2 separate regions of the Xenopus laevis genome follow, and region 2 is linked to region 1. A link is a contact called in public Hi-C data. All regions are on one chromosome and are shown on one strand. The core of a region is the stretch at or near the end of the contact, and the rest is flanking DNA. Distances in the headings are between cores, read along the strand shown.

What was found. A called contact is a pair of places that touch in the nucleus more often than the background predicts.
Region 2: a Hi-C map of the XL177 cell line shows a contact between it and region 1, with 3 times the contacts expected there. The contact joins two enhancer-like sites. A contact is called at or near these places in 2 of 4 Hi-C or Micro-C datasets (the XL177 cell line and the XTC cell line).

The regions. Positions count from the first base shown.
Region 1 is chr3L:25,836,975-25,839,721 of Xenopus_laevis_v10.1, reverse strand. tnni1.2.L (troponin I type 1 (skeletal, slow), gene 2 L homeolog) reads right to left here. Exons shown (of 9, transcript NM_001086312.1): 8 at 1,816-1,918. The coding sequence ends at 1,823. Among protein-coding and RNA genes, the nearest start is that of tnni1.2.L, 14 kb to the right of the region's middle. Within about 2 kb of position 1,416, at least 1 of the 7 cell types and tissues checked has an H3K27ac peak or open chromatin away from gene starts, as enhancers often do.
Region 2 is chr3L:25,896,994-25,899,693 of Xenopus_laevis_v10.1, reverse strand. No RefSeq gene overlaps it. Among protein-coding and RNA genes, the nearest start is that of bpgm.L, 29 kb to the right of the region's middle. Within about 2 kb of position 1,258, at least 1 of the 7 cell types and tissues checked has an H3K27ac peak or open chromatin away from gene starts, as enhancers often do.

The sequences.
Region 1 (2,747 bases), core at 167-2,666:
TAGAATTTGTTTTATTGCAGTCCAATATGCAGGGCAAAAATGAATTGCACCCTACCATGCACCTAATATATTACCCCTCAAAACAGATCTGTACAATAATGGGCCTATTTATCATGCTGTGGAGAAAAACATTGCAAGTGATGTTGCCCATTTCAACCAATCTTTGCTCTTGTTTCCTAATAAAAGTGTTGAAATCTAATTGCTGATTTGTCATTATGGGCAACATCACCGGTAATGTTTTCCGCCAATGTTTTATACATAATGATAAATAAGCCCCTTATTCTCTTCTCTTCCAGGAAGAAACCATGTCGACTAGTCTGACTGCAAACATGAACAGATTAAATGCCAGTATGGTAGAAAAATAAATGACCAAACTGGCAGAAACATTAGCCTCTGGGTTAAAACCCTGGTATTTTGGTCAACATCTTTGGAACATCCAGACATTGTTTGTTCATTTCACTATAATGTATATTATATAGTGAATAAAGTACCCCCTCTTGTAAAATATAAGGATATTATTAGTTACCGAGGAGTTTCATGACCATATAAAAACACGAGGCCGAAGGCCGAGTGTTTTTATACAGGTCATGGAACTCCGAGGTAACTTCTAATATCCTCATATTTTACAACTGGGGGTACTTTATTTATTATAATACACACATTTTAGTGAGTCATGTGACAGAAATGGCATCACTACTCACCGTTTATAACTGATGACATCACTACTCACCGTTTATAAGGATATAATTTACAGGATATTCATGGCTTTTGTGTATTATATGTAATTATATTACAGTGTCAACCCCCAGTAGTGGCTTGTGAGTGAATACAATAATCCTTTCTTCAAACACCCTATTTCGAGTCACTCTCATAAATCGAGCTTGAAATATTCAGGCAGGCATTTTCATGACGATCATAATTTCAGTGCAGATTTGTATGTTTGTCAACACCCCAAGCATGTAACATGGCAAGTAATGAAGAAGTGCTGAAAAGCAATTATCATCTCGCCTGGAGGGCTGTTTACCTCACCCTTTAAATAAAGTCAACCTGTATTTAAGAGGCAGATGAAATAAGACATGTGGACACAGTTGTCATAAACCCTTTCATTTTTTGGATGTTGTGTAATCTAGTCAGCTTTAATGTGATGTGAAAAGTATAAAAGATGTAAGGAATAAATAAAATAAATATGTTGAGTCAGACAGTGTCGGACTGGCCCGACGGGACACCGGGAAAAAACCCGGTGGGCCCGACCCTCATGGGCCCCCTGCCGGCCCAGACCCCCTTGCCCCATATTTTGAACCCCCCCTAAAAAATTTGGGCACCGTTCACGTATGCACGCCGGGTGGCGCAGTTCGCGCATGTGCCGTTCGCGCCTTGATGCGTGTGTGCAGCGCCTCAGTAGGGGGTGGGCGGAGAGGCCGGAGGGGGGCCCTGGACAGTGGTCCCGGTGGGCCCCGGGCCCCCCAGTCCGACCTTGGAGTCAGACCTTGTAAAAAAAAGGCTTTATGGCCCTAGCCCAGTGGTGTTACTATAGAAGAAGCAGACCACGCGGTTGCAGGGGGTCCCAAACAACAGGGTCTGGTTCCTCTAGGACATCAAATAAGTATTTTATTAACTGACTCCAGGTGTATCTAGGAGAGTATTAGGCATTCTCCCTAAACTTCATCCTAAATGGCTTTCATAGTAAGCCCCCAGCCAGTGCTCCAAGCCCTCCCACTTTAAGAAACACTGTATTACATAATGTACTACAATGTGCAAAGCTGATTGTAAACTACTGGTTATTCTTTGGACAGTTCTGTTGCCTTGCATATTTACCTTAGTTTTAAGCATTGCTGGTGTCAAATTTCTTCTTTCTGCCCTCCATGCCAGACATGGCTTCAATGTTTTTACGCCAATCCGTAACTTCAACTGCCTTTTCCTGTATTGGCAAGGGAAATGAAAATACAAAAAAGTAAATTGTTATATAATGTTTTTACATGGTATTTATAGTAGGGAGAATTGTTTGCCTAAAAAACAATCCAGTTGCCTATTGTAATTGTTTTGCTCTGTCCCATGGCTCTAACTAGAGGTTGTTAAGTTAGGCAGGTACCTTGGGTGCAACAGGAGGGGGTAGCGAATATGTGGGAGGGAATACAGTTCCCATCCATTCCCGCCACACTGAGCCCTCGGCACATAGTAGTAGAGAGATGGGGAATTGCATTGATTGGTGGAAAACGAGAGGTGGGCTCATAACAGGCAGGTGGGTGGGATGCAGCAGGGGGAGGGGTTGGCTTCGGTCAGCCATGGGAGCCTGTACCCTTTGGCCTGGCTCTGCTGTGTCCATTTGTAAAGGTGGCCATACATGTAGTGATCCGCTCATTTGGCTACTTTGCCCAGTGAGTGGATTTCTTCCAGATATGTCCACCATGAGGTGGGTGATATCGGGCTGACATGATTGTGGGCCGCAGGGCTCAACAATCGGATCACAAAGAGGAGAATATGGGAGGACGGATCGAGGACCACATCAACAAGTCAATGCAGTCCTCGATCTGATGGGATTTTTAAACCTGTCTGATCAACATCTGGCGAAGCCCATCGAACTCTCCATACACTGCCTAATGAGTTTCTGGTTTAGTCTGTCAGCAACTAATATTATACCATGTATGGAGGAATATATACACTGGAATATCTGTCCTGCATCTATGACACACCCCTTCCAGTATTTCCTGCTTCACAACCGTTCATTATGTTCTAGATCTTTGCCCTCT
Region 2 (2,700 bases), core at 9-2,508, 60 kb before region 1:
AAATGACTTCCATAGACTCCAATGGGTGAAAAATTTGTCGCGAGTCAACAAAAATTTGTCACCTAATGACTTCAACACATTTTTGCAAATTTTCGCGTTTCACAAATTTCCGGCAAAGCGAAATTGGTCAGATTCACCCATCACTAGCACTGAGAATCAGTAAGCACGTGGAAGCCACTGATTGGCTTCATTTTAAATGCTGCTCCAGATACAGGAGGGATGGAAAGTGTAGTCACGCCTTGAGGTTAGAAGTTATTTAACCAATCAAATGCTGAGTAATGATTTGAATTTTCTTCTATTGAGCTGGCAAGCTGCTGCTGCTGCTGCTGCTGTTGCTGGGGAAGATGGTTTCTTGCTGTTTGCTCTGATCATAGCACTCCTGTTGTGTGCAAGAACTTACACCCCCCATGTGAACAGATGAACAGTAGACTCTGGCAAAGAGGGGCTGCTGTAAAATGCCATAGACAATCACTATTTATTGGGCACATGGGCAATGTTGTCATCTGCTGTCATATAGGAGAAATCTATATGCAATGTGATATGTTAAACTTTATATCATAAGTGAGCCTTTTCGTATGTCCATTATGCAATTCATTGCACTAAACGCTTATCGCATTAACCGATATATCTTATGTTTAACGGCCCATTGAAAGCTCCAGTAATGCTTAATTTTCACAGTTCAACCCCGAAACCTCTTACTGATTGAAGTCTTTTGCGTTATCTTCCAATTTCCCTTACACCACCATAAACTGGCAGATGCTCTTTCTCTTATCGCTAAAGACTTTTCACTTTAAAGTGGCTTCAAGGCAGTTACCACGTCAATATATATTTCATTAACAAAAGTACTTTCAAATGTTCTATGGTTTTTTACAGACATATTTATTAAAATTATTTGCCTTATTTTTATTATTCCTTTTTTATTAATGTCTATATTTTGTTTACATACTTTGGTGTATAACACTTGACTACTGACTAGTACTACATAAATGTCTTTCTTTTGGACCCTAGCAAGCAGCCCTTGTTTGAAACAGCAAGCTATAAACAACCACAATACTCATTCCTGGGCTACCTGCCATGCCAGCCACCCAACCAATAGGGGTTGGGTGGACAAGTGTAACCGAGCAACCAATTGTCACCACCCCTGTGGGACCCATGCCTGACAAGTGCCTCATTACCTGTCAGCTACTTAACTGTATCAACACTGGCTATAGGCCCCCAAGTCAAGCATTTAGACAAATTTAGAACATGAGACTTGGAGACTTGGCCAGATCTCAGCTCAGAGTCAATTAACCTAGTGCAACCTATAGGCAGCCATACCCTGGCCAATAGGGGGAATTCTCTGACTGATCAGGCCACAGGAAAAAAATACAGAGAACTAACAAGGGGCAACACTATGGCAGCCTTTTAATTTCTCTAATCATTTGGGCAGACAGCTTGAACGACTGGAAGGCTACAAAGTACACAAGAGCCAACAGGGTGCATTTGCATATGAAAATAGAAAGCCAGTAATTAGTTATATTACCCAAATCCTCTGGAGCCTGAGTACAACCCATCTTCTCAGGGTTGTTGTTGTTCAGCAGGAACATCTTCCTCTTGTTCCTGCTCCTCCTGTTCCTGGTCCTGCTGTTGTTCCTGATCCTGCTGCTGTTCCTGCTCCTCCTGCTGTTTTTCCTGTTTCTCTTGCAATTCCAGGTCCTGCTGTTGTTCCTGCTCCTCCTGATGTTCCTGGTCCTACTGTTGTTCCACCTCATCCTGTTTTTGCTGTTCCTGATGGATCCCCTCTTCCAGTAGGTGGTCTTGCTTTTCTTCCTCTTGTTGACTGGCCCTAAATGGGAAAAAAAATCATTTAATGTTTGTTTTCAAAGTGTTGAGACTACAAATGCTGAACCTCAAAGAGTAGGGAGCATTTGGAAAACACCTACTGACTTGAAGTGGTGGGGCATTTAGTATATATATTTATATATAATATATATATAATTTAGTAGTTCTGGTACAAAAAACCTCCTAGCGGGTTGATCAAACCTCAGAGAGAATCCACAGAAGAAACACTGTAGTGTGATATCTGTATAGAGAGAGAAAACAATAAATAAAAACAAGTCAGCCTTAGGGATAATCCATTTTGAATTCATATTTCTTGCACCCGGTGCAGTTGACTCCATGTTAGCAAGAAAGGCTCAGTTATAACCTTTTGGTGTACCTACTGTATGTCCTTTTTGGACATGGATACAAAGTGGTTGATACAAAGATAGCTTGGTAAGCAAATCGCTGTCGAGAAATGATGGCACAGCCTGGAATGCTGCATTCTCTGTACATTTCTGTCTAACAAAAGCATAGTGTATGCCTTCTAATGCATCAATGCTTCCAAAAATATGATACCGCCATCATTTTTATATTCTTCTTTATTCTGTTTCCCCCCGCCTCTCACGTAACAAGGGACTGCACATGGTTAGAATATGATACATAGAACAGAACATGATTCACAGCTCTAATTGAATTAGTATGAAATATCTTGGCCTGCATTCTAATGCAAAACAGAACAGCTCCCTTGTATGTGGCTCTCTCCTTTGGGAAACCCTATAAATAATTTTAGTAGAATTCTTGTTATATATCCTGCCGCTAATGTTAATGCTGTGACAAAGGAAGAGGGGGCAACACTAAAAATAAAAATTACATAGAGATTCTACCAAATTTGAAAGAGGC